Linked DNA regions of Mus musculus: region 1 is linked to region 2. A link is a contact called in public Hi-C data. All regions are on one chromosome and are shown on one strand. The core of a region is the stretch at or near the end of the contact, and the rest is flanking DNA. Distances in the headings are between cores, read along the strand shown.

Region 1 (6,655 bases), core at 797-3,296, 360 kb before region 2:
ATCATTCTGAAACTGCTGTGACCCTCCACCACTTTAACATGAATCTCATCCTCATTAAAATGAGGACACAAACTTCCGCAAATATTGCCTCCGGTCCTGCCATGGTTGGCGGTTAGCTGTGTCATGAAAAGTTTATCCAAAGTGTGCACAGTATCCAGATACTTGGAACAAAATTTGCCAGCTTATCCAAAACCCAGGACTCTGCCATTATTTCCAAGTTTAAGACTTTCTTAAATAGAGATGCTCCACGAACCATAGTTCTTTCAACTCAAATTTCTACATCTGTTTTGGAATTACTGTCCCCAGCTCTTCAAGGTTTCTACAGAGGCACTCAAACTACAGTTGGCTTGCTATAAGTCAGCAAGGTGGATGGTGTATTTGTGACCTCCAAATAACACACTGGTTATGAGGGGTCAGATATGGACGCTCCTGTTTAACAATAAATCCCATTTTTGAGTGGACACAGACTGAGCAAGTAATATGATAGACCACTCTAGATTGAATAGCTGCCTTCATTGAAACCAGGAGCTGAGAGGACGGATCTGTGGGTAAAATGATCACTATGTAAGAGAGTGTGTGCCTGAGTTTGAACCTGGAACCCTTAAGGAGGTAGATGTGGTAGCATGTTGCGCTCCTACAGATGACAGAAGATGGGAACCTGAGGATCCCTACAAGCTCACAGACCAGTTAGCTGGAAGCATGCAGCAGAGAGAAAGAGAGAGGAAGGTAAGACAGACAACACCTGAAGTTTTCTCTGGACTCCACAGGTTCTCATTATCTATCTCTCTGTCTCTGTCTCTGTCTCTGTCTCTGTCTCTCTCTCTCACACACACACAGACAGAGACAGAGAGACAGAGAGAGAAAGACAGAGAGACAGATTAGCAATGATGGTGGTGGTGATGGTGGTGATAGGACATGGAGGGATGGCTCAGTGGTTAAGAGCACTGGCTGCTCTTGAGGACCTGGGTTAGATCTCCAGCATCCACATGGTGGCTATGATCACCTGTGACTTTAGTTCCAGAGATCTAATGCCCCCTTCTGGCCTCTTCGAGCACTGCATGCATGTGATACACAGACCACACCCCCCAAAATTTCATGATGGTTTTGAACCCAACTAAAATCGATCCTTCCCAGATCACCTTCTCCTTAGCATCAGAGATACACAATAGGGGTGGCAGAAGGGATACCCAAGGACCAGCGTGTCTACCTCTCTGTGCCTACAACAGTTCTCAGTGACTCTTCCAGGAAAGTAAGTGGACCCTTGAAACTGGAACAGCCTACTTTAAAACAGACAGCTAAACAAGAAGACTATTTACTGGGTCATCACTTTGAGGTGACTAATTGGGCAAGCATTTTCAGGAGCCCAGCCATGATCACCCTTCGTCACAACAATACGTTCCCAGTGTCCCACACTGTCCCCACTTCTGTCCCAACACCTGCCTTTCTACATCCAGTGCTGCAATGACACAGCAAACACTGTTAAGTTCAGCAAGATGCCCCAACCCAGCCAGTGAGCGTGACAGAATATGAGAATTGGGGCTGGGATTTATGCTTTCCAAATGTCTTTGCCACTGGATACAAGGCCCTGGCTGGAGAAGAATTATGAGGCTGTTGCTGTTTGTGAAAAATGGCTGCTGGCTATATGGGTGCACCCTTATAGACACTGTAGGGCTCCTGTTTCATGGGTAGGTCGTTTCTGTCTGGCACAGCTCTCAAAGCGGAGCTCAGCTCTGTCTTGTCTGTTTTCCCACTCAACGGACCTCAATCCCCTTCGGCCTCAGGGGCTTTGGTCTGTGCCATAAGAAATGAAACATATTTCCCAATGTGTTTTCTTTCTTTTTTAATAAAAATATCAAAGGCATACTTATCAGTGGCTGAAGACGGAAAGCTGCGGCAAAGGCTATTTTTTTTTCACTGGAACGCGGCCCTGTGTTGTGCCACACTCATCCAGGGGCGGCAGAGATTGATGGTGGGACATGTGCAAGGAACTGCCGCTGATTGAAATCAGACAACTGCGAGCTGCGAGGGCAGGGCGAGTGGGGGAAACCAGTTTAACCACAGCCATCTCATCTTAGCACATTTGGACAGGGCTTCTCCTCCTGGCTGAAGTAGCAGGTCAGAGGAAGAGGGAACGCGGAGGGGCTTGAGACAAGCTCCCATCAAGCACAGGCCCCTCTTGTCTCGAATTTGCCTTCTAAACAGTGCAACCTGCCCACGACTGACCACCAGCCTTAGACTCTGGGATGTAAATTAAACCATTCACAGGCATGCAGGGACAAGAGACAAAAATGACCGAGCACACTGCTTCTCCTGAGGAAAATTGGGCTGCTACTGTCCTTTAATGTGGGGGCACGATCTCCATCTTTTTTTTTTTTAATTTGCTTTTCAACGAGGGTCTAGGAAGAGAGGGAGCCATGGGAAACTGTCGGCCAGTTGCTTAGTACCCATCACCAGGACCTCAGCCAGAGTTCAGCGTGGCTAACAACCGCACAGCTATGTACTTGAACTGAGACATTTTTATTTCATTAGGGGTGTCCGTTTACAGCCATTAGCTAAGCAGATTGGCCAGCACCAAAAGGCCTTTCACCCCCCCCCCCCTTCTTGCCTTATCGCCAGATCTCTCGTCCATTATTCATCTCTTTAAAAAGAGAGAAAGGGAGGGGGTGGCTGGCTTTAAGTACATTATGTTTGGTGACTTGTCTCTATTCTCTAGCCCAAACAGTCTAAAATAGGTTTTATTAGAAATCATTATTTAGGTTCCAGCCTGAGAGCCTATCGATCGCCCGTGTATAATGGTTCCCAGAGCTCAGAGAGTAGCAGCCACGTCTCCATTGGCTGACACAATGTCAGTGACAATTCTTTTTTTTTTTTTTTTTTCCCTGCCAGCTAGGATGCTGGTTTAATATCCTGAAAAAGTCACTTAACACCACCCCTTTATAACATCTGTCAGGCCCTGTCCAGTGTGACTTGTTTCTCACATTGAGAGCTCCCAGGCAGTTGGGGCCATGCTCTCAAACACTTCTCCAGAGCCTTGGAATTCCTCAGACATTCAACCGCCCCCCAGCCCCAGGGCCCAACACTCGCACACCAGCTGTTATAACTTTCCAGGACACTCCTAAATTTTCTAAATGTGTGCCATATAAAAATAAGATTTAGGACGGTGAGTGTTCAGGAGCTTTGCCTGTAAGGAATATAATTCATCTGGTGTCCCGGACCCATTATGGAGCGTTCTTCTCCAGCCTACTCGGCTCCATCTTGGTCTTCCCCAAACGTTCTTCAGTAATCTGGTGACTGGAGATTTGGGCCAAGTGATCATCTTTTTCTCCTCTCTCCCTTGCTTTACAAAGCATTTCCCTTTGTTTGGAAACTTTTGAAAAAACTACAAAGATGTTGAAAAGAAAAAGCAGTACACATTGAATTCAGCTTTGCTTCGTATTTATTTTATGGTTCATAACACCCACCCACTCATGGATTTTTTTTTTTTTACACCAACTCATACACAGCCACACACGACATGCATCTTCCACAAGGTTTGGTGTGTAAAGTTGCAATCATTTCTCTGCCACCCTCTTATAGGGATACGCATTGTTTTTCTGAGTCACTCATTTGAAACTAAAATTTGGGGCTGACAGGATGGCTCAACTATAAAAGAAGGAACTGACTAACTTGCTGTCCTCAGAAGCCAGATTTCTGGCACACAGAATTTATCCTAGGATGCCTGCTGAGAGATGGGAGCCTGAGACAGGAGCCAAGGCAGATCCTGTCTCAGTAAGGTTGAAGCAGAGAAATGATTCCCCAAAGCTGTCTTCAGACATCCACACGTGAGCCCATACTCCCACATATACATAAATGATAAATTGCAGATGTCTTGACACCCTATACCTAGGTACAAAAGTAAGAGCTTTGATTATTTTTATTAATTTTAATATAATAATTTTAATAAATAATTCTATTTTATTTTAATAAAATAATTTTTATTTATAATTTTAGCATGTAATAAAGATAATTGCATAATGAGATAGATGTACCTGTTTTTACATAATACAACTTAAATTTGGTTGACTGTTTTATTCTATAGGACATTTAACATTAAACATTACTTTGGTTATAATTGTCAAAGCTGAAAATTTTGTTTTGATTAAATGCATAGAATTAAAATGACAAAAAAATGCTTAGTATCAGTTCAAAAAACCCAAGCCAGTTGAAACAGCACCTTTTGTTGAAAATGCTGTCTTTTTCACACTGAATGGTTTTAGCTTATTTGTCAAAAATCAAGTGACCATAGGTGTGTGGCTACATTTCTGGTTCTTCAATTCTATTCCATTGATCTACCTGTCTGTCGCTGTACTGGTACCATGCAGTTTTTAATCACTATTTCTCTGTAGTACAGCTTGAGGTCAGGGATGGTGATTCTGCCAGAAGTTCCTTTATTGTTTTTTGTTTGTTTGTTTTATATTTTTTATTAGGTATTTTCCTCATTTACATTTCCAATGCTATCCCAAAAGTCCCCCATACCCTCCCCCCACTCCCCTACCCACCCATTCCCACTTTTTGGCCCTGGCGTTCCCCTGTACTGGGGTATATAAAGTTTGCAAGTCCAATGGGCCTCTATTTCCAGTGATGGCCAACTAGGCCATCTTTTGATACATATGCAGCTAGAGTCAAGAGCTCTGGGGTACTGGTTAGTTCATAATGTTGTTCCACCTATAGGGTTACAGAACCCTTTAGCTCCTTGGGTACTTTCTCTAGCTCCTCCATTGGGGGCCCTGTGATCCATCCAATAGCTGACTGTGAGCATACTATCCTGTTTGTTTGGTTTTTTTTTTTCTTTCTTATTCCAAATGAATTTGCAAATTGTTCTTTCTAATTCTATGAAGAATTGAGTAGGAATTTTGATGGAAATAGCATTGAATCTGTAGATTGCTTCAGCAAGACAGCCATTTTTACTATATTAATCCTACCAATCCATGAGCATGGAAGATATTTCCATCATCTGAGATCTTCTTCGATTTCTTTCTTCAGAGACTTGAAGTTCTTGTCATACAGATCTTTCACTTGTTTCATTAGAGTCACACCAAGATATTTTATGTTGTTTGTGACTATTGTGAAGGGGGTCACTTCCCTAATTTCTTTTTCAGCCCATTTATCCTTGAGTATAGGAAGGCAATTGATTCGTTTGAGTTAATTTTATATCCAACCACTTTGCTGAAGTTGTTGATCAGATTAGCAGTTCTGTGGTGGAATATTTGGGGTCACTTACTATCATATCATTTGCAAATAGTGATATTTTGCCAATTTGCATCACTTTGACCTCCTTTTGTTGTCTAATGGCTCCGGCTAGGATTTTGCGTACTATATTGAATACACAGGGAGAGAGTGGGCAGCCTTGTCTAGTCCCTGATTTTAGTGGGATTACTTCGAGTTTCCCTCCATTTAGTTTGATGTTGGCTACTGGTTTGCTGTATATTACTTTTACTATGTTTAGGTATGGGACCCGAATTCCTGATCTTTCCAAGGCCTTTACCAAGAAGGGGTGGTGAATTTTGTCAAATGATTTCTCAGCATCTAATCAGATGATTATGTGTTTTTTTTTTCCTTTGAGTATGTTTATATAGTGGATTACATTGATGGATTTCTGTATATTAAACCATCCCTGCATCCCTGGGATGAAGCCTACTAGATCATGATGGATGACCATTTTGATGTGTTCTTGGATTTGGTTTTTGAGAATTTTACTGAGTATTTTTGTATCAGTATTCATCAGGGAAATTGGTCTGAAGTTCTGTGTGGTTTAGGTATAAGTGTAACTGTGGCTTCATAGAATGAATTGGGTAGTGTTCCTTCTGTTTCTATTATGTGGAATAGTTTGAAGAGTATTGCTATTAGGTCTTTTTTGAAGGTCAGATAGAATTCTGCACTAAATCCGTCTGGTCCTGGGCTTTTATTTGGTTTGGCCACTTTTAGTGACTGCTTCCATTTCTTTAGAGGTCATGGGACTGTTTAGTTGGTTTATCTGATCCTGATTTAACTTTGGTACCTGGTATCTGTCTAAAAAAATTTCCATTTCAACCAGATTTTCCAGTTTTGTTGAGTATAAGCTTTTGTAGTAGGATCTGATGATTTTTTGGATTTCCTCAGTTTCTGTTGTTATCTCTCCCTTTTCATTTCTGATTTTGTTAAATTGGAAGTACTGTCTTTGTGCCCTCTGGTTAGTCTGACTAAGTATTTGTCTATCTTGTTGATTTTCTCAAGGATTCAGCTCCTGGTTTTATAGATTCTTTGTATAGTTCTTTTTGTTTCTACGTGGTTGATTTCAGTCCTGAGTTTGATTATTTTCTGCCATCTACTCCTCTTGGGTGAATTTGCATATTTTTGATCTAGTGCTTTCAGGTGTACTGTCAAGCTGCTAGTGTAAGCTCTCTCCAGTTTCTTTTTGCAGTCACTCAGAGCTATGAGTTTTCCTCTTAGCACTGCTTTCATTGTGATCCATAAGTTTGGGTATGTTATGCCTTAATTTTCATTAAAATCTAAAAGGTCTTTAATTTCTTTATTTATTTCTTCCTTGCCTAGGTTATCATTGAGTAGATCATTATTCAGCTTGCATGTCTATGTGGGTTTTGTTGTTTTTGTTGTTACTGAAGACCAGACTTAGTCT
Region 2 (7,004 bases), core at 2,052-4,551:
TATGCATTTCTGTGAGCAAATGTGAGGTCTCTGGTTTCATTTTGCTCTCTGCTGGGCTGGCACTGTGCTATTCTAGCAGGAGAATGCCCAGGCATTTCACAGCAGAGCTTTGCACATGTTTATGGAGGAATGTGCCTTGGATCTGGCTGTTTTTGCTGGCGGCGCAAAGCAATGACTCCTTCAACAACAGCGGAGCTACACGATTGTCCTGTTTGACTTGGCAGTGGTCAGCGAGGCTTTGAGAGTTAGTCTCTGACCTCCTAGTCTGGGAGGTAGAAATGTAAAGAATCGTCTGTTGGGCATTGATTCTTATGTCAGTGATTATGCTAAAAGATATAAAGAAAGAGCATACGGCCCACCTTCAGAAAGTCGTACTCGTGGAAGTGGGTTCCAGGCTGGGCCTGCCATGAGTAGGGATCCAGAAGGCACGAGGGAGACCTGGATAATGTGTGCCATTATCACATCAGTCAGCATACCTTGCCTGACAATAGATATGGCAGTAAGCAAAGCTGAAAACTGGAAAGACCAGTGGTGACTCTTCTTCCATGGATGCCTGCCTGGCAACCTCTGTCACTATGGAAACTAGCAAGGGAGGAAGCTTCCCACTTGGTTCCAGTTTGTTTGTCTTGTGTCTAGCACACTTCATTGACTTCACTCTCTTGGGAAGGGGTATAATAGACTGTGCATGTCTACATAAAGAGGAATCATAGTCAGTCATCATTTTGAGGCCACACTCCAAAGACACTCCCAGCTGTTAGTATGCACAGAGGAAAGGGACTCTGAAAATGGGCCAACAGTAACAAGGAGACTGAGGCACTTACTGATGGCACCGTTGTGTCTATTCAACCACCAGATGGCCAGCTTTCTGAGTGATCAGATTCGCCCTACTGAGCTCTGGCTATAAAATACTTGCTCTACATTTTATAGCCTCAGCCCCATGTCAGAGGAGCTGACCACAGCTTGATGCCAGGCGCCCAGCAAAATGGGGATTAGTAAAACCTGTCTTGGTGCAGCCAAGGGCTCTCCAGCTGCTGCTTGCAATTAGGCTTGTTATCATTCTCTCAAGAAGCCCCTGTTGATGTTTAAATCCTAATTGGCAGGAGACACCTGTTTCCCACTGGCGAAGGACTCAGTCCCTTGCAGCAGCACTTGAGAGAGAGACTCAAGAAGTGCACAGGATCCTTCTTGTCTGTCTGTCTGTCTCTGTCTCTGTCTCTCTGTGTCTCTGTGTCTCTCTCCCTCCCTCTTCTTTCTCTCTCTCTGTCTGTCTGTCTCTCTGTGTCTCTGTCTCTCTGTGTCTCTGTCTCTCTGTGCTCTCTCCCTCCCTCTTCTCTCTCTCTCTGTTTGTCTGTCTCTCTGTGTCTCTCTCTCCCTCCCTCTTCTCTCTCTCTCTCTCTCTCTCTCTGTCTCTTTGTCTCTGTCTCTGTCTCTCTCTCCCTCTCTCTCTCTTCCTTTCTGTTTTTGCTGTATGAGGTTCTGATTCCCTTCTTTCTTTACTTCTTCTCCCCAGGGCAGAGTCTGGCTTCTCTCTAGAAACAAGAAGGCACAGGGCTCTGCATCTTTACTGAAGCAGGAAGTTTCCACTTGCCCCTCCCCTGGGCTGCCTCTGTGTCTTACAACAATCCTCTCTTGGCTTCAGCACTCTTTCCTGGCTAGTTCTGTTTGCCAGGAACTTGAATGCTGTCCATTCTGGTATTTAGATATTCATTAATTGCCTGCAAGCTGCTTGATGGTGTGTGGTTCGCTTCCTCCTGAGAGGAGCGCTGAGTGTATTTTTAGTTCCTGTCTTCATATAGCTTATATTCTGCACACTGCCAGGCATCCGAGGTGCATTTAATGATGCATGTGAAATGTCCTCATCTAAAGCAATGTCTGTGTGCAAGAAGAGAACTGGTAAAGGGTCCTATACCGTTACTTAAAAGTTTGAGCATTTTGGTTTTTCTTGATGCTTCACAGCTTCAGGCCAGCATGCCAGACTTTCATCTTGCAGCAGCTTGCGTTGCCATCTACAGAATTCACACATGAGAAACACAAAACTCAGTTACAAGAAAAACTCACAAACTGTTTTAGGGAAGTTTACTATTGTGTGTTGACTCACACCCAGAGAGATCTGTGGCAAGTTAGTCACTTTCACTGGGAAATTCAAGAATGTCTGAATTTGCCCTGACATTTCTCCTAATACTATGAGGCATTACCATTGTTCTTTATACACTTACAACTAAGGCAAGTATGGAGGAGTAAGACCAAAATAGACCCAGATGCACTGGGAGGGTGTGAGTTAGCACATGTCAGGGAGTGCTAGACTCCCAGCTCTTATTTTCAGCCAATAGCATTTCAGATGTCAGGTTCTGCCTCAGCTGGTATCACTCAGGCTTGCTTGGTAAGAACTTCCTTTCAGCTGAACTTGCCAGTTGACCGTAAGCTGCAGACTCAACCTTGCCACACCCTTGTGGGCTTGAGTGAAATCAGGTAAGCAGACAAGAGTTATGGCAGAGTCCATGCCTACTGAATACAAGTGTCATGCCATTGAAACGCAATACAATAAACCCTCATAGCATTCTTCATCGTTGCACTTACTGTTTGTATAGTTTTGGGAGATTTGGGGGTGTGTTTACTGGCATTGACCACTTCTGTAAAGAAATTGCAAGACCAGTTCTGTCTTCTTGAAGAGTCATTAAGCTGAGAGGATTGCTTACTGCACTTCTTCTCCTGGAATACCAGAACCTAAAGATGCTATGTCCCTCCCATAAGTGGTATAGTATTGTCATATAGCTTGCACATGCCCTTCTGTACTTGAAATCATTTCTACATTACTGTTGGTGCCTAACACAACACACGTGCCATGTCAGTAGATTACTTAGTGAATAATGACAAGAAAAATATCTGTCCACATTGGGTATGAATGGAATGTATATTGAGTAGGCTGTTTTCCATGTGCAGTTAGCTGAACCTGTGGACTTAACAAAATCTATGGATACAGATAGGATGAGTAAATCTTTAACAGTGGTTGGATATATGCAGTCCTTGCCTTTGCATGTTGGCTTTATTTAAACAATCACCCTTGGTCTTCAACTGTTGACAATGCCTTTGCTTTCCAAGCTTCTTCCAAAGGTAAGTCCCTGAGCTCTGTTTCAGAGCTAGATCATGACCATATTCAGAGAGCAGTGCCCTAAAGCGCATCAAGGATGTTTGGGACGAAGTGTGAGACTCTGTCGCTTCTGGTGGTTCTGAGGTAAGCAGCCCTGAGTGCCACAAAGAGCTAAGAGGAGAACTGGTGATTCATTCAGGAAGAAATAGCCTGCACCTGTGAGAGCACAGGAGTTGCCACTTGGCGTTCTTGGAGCACTGCATCAGCTGGAAAGCAGGCCCTGTCCCCAAGTGAACTAACAACAGCTTGCGGCTCTTGAGTGGCAGCGGGCCACTGTCACTTTGGGTTTTACTTTAGGAGTGAACACAAACCTATGATTGTAACAGGAGCAGAAGAAAGTGTCTGCTTAGCAGCATTCATGCTTGCCAGGGGTGGGGGAAAGCCCCTGCAGAGGGCACAATCTAATAAGCATGTTCTTACGGTACGCCCCTCGGCCGGGCTGCCTTATCTTCAGTAATCCCATTCTGTGTCCCGGAATCATATTATTTGGCCATGGATCAAACTCCTTGTAGTTTTGGCTTGGGAAGACAATGAAACATGATCTCAAGACAAGAAAGGATCAGGAGCAGACAGTGGCTCCCGTGGCCCCCCAGCAGTGCAGTGCTGAAGCCAACATCACATCAGGAAAATATATTTACCAGATGGGTAGAGAAGATGAATGCCCCGTTCCAGCTGTGCAGTACTGCCCTGACGGTTTATGATCTCAGACAGGAACAAATTGATGTGAGAGATAAGAAGCCCAGAGCACAAAGCTTAGGTGGCAGGCTGTCACTGGCACCCAGCCTTGTCTACTATGCTTGTCACTCAGAAGGCCATTTATCAGGAAGAGCCCCTTAGGATACAGTAATATGGAAAAAAGAAACAATGTCCATGCTTAAAGTGTATGGAGGAGGTTGAAGGGAGCCTCCTAGGGTCTTCCTGCTTCCCGTCTGAAGAAGCTCAGAGTTGACCCATGACCTCGCCGACCTAGCACAGGTCACATGGAGGGCAGCCCACAAAAAGCTTCCCTGTAGATCAGGAGCAAACCCTGCAGCTTCTGATGAGCACAAAGTGTCTAAGAGCAGCTGGGTGTGCTAGTAGCTACCTGTGATCGCAGCACTAGGGAGGCAGCTGCAGAAGGGCTATGAGGTCAAGGCCAGTAGAAGCTTCCTGGTGAGACTACAGATTGAAAATAAGAAAGAAACACGAAAGAAAGTGGTAGCCTCTGTATTCTCTACTGTGGGTAGAAATCATCTGCTGTATATAGAAAGCCTAATTCCCCTGTTGGGAACCCATACCCATGTAGATGACACGTAATCACTTAACAGCATAAAAAGGTCTTTCCCAAGTCTGTACCTTGGGCTGTAAGGAAAGCTGGCTTACCCTGCACAGAACTTTTTTTTTTTCAGAATATAAACTTTCCACGATCAGTATTCAAAACAAAGACATATGTATAAATTAGGCAGGCAACCTAGAAACCAAAGTATGGGCAGGGTGGTCAGGGATGGGGTGAGATGAGTCTTCACTCTCTAGCAGTAAGAGAATAATTAATAGAACAAACACATGTATTTTATCATCTGAATACCACACAATATTAAATGATGTCCAGATGTTCATATTTGAGATGTAGATAATTATATATGTATATATGGTTTTATTTTTAATTAGTTTATTTATTCTCTCATTTATTACATCCTGACTTGAGTTTCTCCTCCCTCCTCTTCTCCTAGTGCCTTCCCCTCCCCTCCCCTCTTCCCCAGATCCACTACTCCTCAACTTCCCTTCAGAAAAGGGTAGGCTCCCTGGGAATATCAACCAACCATAGCATATCAGACTACAATAAGACTAGGCACAAGGCTGGACAAGGCAACCCAAGAGGAAGACAAGGGTTCCAAAGAAGGCAAAAGAGTCAGAGGCCCCCACTCACTCTGGGTCCCACAAGAACACCAAACTATACAACCACAACAGATCTGCATAGGGCCTAGGTCACACCCACGCACACTCCCCGATTGTCAGTTGAGTCTCTGTGAGCCTCTATGAACCCTGCTTAGTTGATTCTGTAGGTCATGTTCTTGTAGTGTCCTAGACTCCTCTGGTTCCTACAATCTTTCCCCCACTCTTCTAAGGGATCCCCTAGCTCCATGTAATGTTTAATTTAACTGTGGGTCTCTGCATCTGCTGCTATCAGAAGCCTCTCTGATAATATTATGCTAGGCGCTAGTCTACTAGTGTAGCAGAATATCACTAGGAATTCTTTCATTGACTTTTTTTTTCAGCTGCATTCGGTTCTATCCTAGGTCTCTTGGCTATCCAGCCTCTAGTTCCTGACCTTCCAGGCAGTATCAGGCTTGGGTCTCAAGTTGGACCAGGCATTGGTTGGCCACTCCCACGAATTCTATGGTCGAAGAGATGGCTCCGCCATTAAAGGAATGAGCTCACAACCAAAAATGTATTATTTTAAACTAACTTTTGAATATGCCCTCTCATAGAATTCTTTTTCTTTTTCATATTTAGAAACAAAGGTAATACTACATTTTATTTTTCACCAAGTAGCCAGTAACACAGACATTTCTTCTGTCAATAATTTAATCTGCTCAAGGACCAGTTCGATGGGTAGACAGACACAGTCGCATGCTGCCATCTGCTGGCGCACTTCTTAATATTTTTAGGTTTAGATTCAGATTTAGATGCTGGACTTAGCAGGATCACACAGGAAAGCATGAAGGTTCAGAACAGTAAGCATCATCTCCGGGGGCTCCGATTCCCATGGTCTGGGTGGCACACTGGAATTTACATTTCTGGCAGGTTATGGGGATGTGCCGATTTCTGGCCAGCCGCTGATGTATCAGACATGTGCAGCATCCCTTACTGCTTGCCTCACAAGGCTTTAGCTTCCGTGGCTCCACTCGGACTCTACAGAATTTTAACAGATGCTGTGATCATATAGGAAGGAGCCAGATAATGGAGCCAAATCTAAAGCGAATGGTTCAGAGAGCCCTCCGGGCAAGCCTGTAGCTGCTGCCGTGCTCTAACTGGAGCACGGGATGGATCGGTTGAGAGAAGGTTGTTTATGTAGGCATGAGCTCAACATGGACCGTGAAGGGCCTGCTGTTCAGAGAACGAACGGCTTGCAAGCTGAATGGACAGAGCTGTCCTTGAAGGACTGGGCAGAGGACCAAATCTGCTTTCCTTTCACATGCCACATGCTAATTCATGTTTAGGACCCATTTACTCTTCAAAGCAGATGAGGAGAAGTGTGAGCGCTTGGTGGTATGACGTCCCGTCATCTTTATTATCTATCACCAGTGCTTTTCGGTGAAACTGAAGTCATCACTGACTAAGCAGCTTGAAGCACAAAAGCTGCGCTTTGAAGCTCTGAAGACAAGTGCTTCAACTATATTATTATTATTATTATTATTATTTATTATTATTATTATTATTATTATTATTGTGGCAAAACTCACTCAGTGTTAAACTTACCATGCTGCTTTTAAATGTGTTGTTTAGTGGCAGTAAGCATATTCACACTGTCACGCAACGTGGATCTAGAACTCTCTCACTTTGCAAAACTGAAATTCTATACAGGCTAAATATCTGTTCTCTCCTCTCCATACCCTGGTCTTTGGCAACCACAACTCTAAGTGATGTTTCTGTGACATAAATAGTTCAGCTACTCTGTATGAATGAAATCACACAGTATCTTTCTATTCACTTAGCCTACGTCTATTAGCCTATTGCATCTACATAGCAATGAGGTAATTTCCATCTCTGTCTGACTATATACGTGTTATGTATAAATACGTGTGCGCACGCGATCAGCACGTCTGGTGAGCCTCTGTCTCTGCTTCTCCAGCCGTGTCTTTGCCCAGGTGCAACT

The links. Hi-C and Micro-C count contacts between places; a contact is called where the count stands out from the background.
Region 1: a Hi-C map of myocytes shows a contact between it and region 2, with 6 times the contacts expected there. The contact joins two enhancer-like sites.

The regions. Positions count from the first base shown.
Region 1 is chr10:23,445,567-23,452,221 of GRCm38.p6, reverse strand. No RefSeq gene overlaps it. Among named protein-coding and RNA genes, the nearest start is that of Eya4, 99 kb to the right of the region's middle. Within about 2 kb of position 2,046, at least 22 of the 459 cell types and tissues checked have an H3K27ac peak or open chromatin away from gene starts, as enhancers often do. A contact at or near this core is called in myocytes, where this site is marked.
Region 2 is chr10:23,085,803-23,092,806 of GRCm38.p6, reverse strand. No RefSeq gene overlaps it. Among named protein-coding and RNA genes, the nearest start is that of Gm24655, 78 kb to the left of the region's middle. Within about 2 kb of position 3,301, at least 8 of the 459 cell types and tissues checked have an H3K27ac peak or open chromatin away from gene starts, as enhancers often do. A contact at or near this core is called in myocytes, where this site is marked.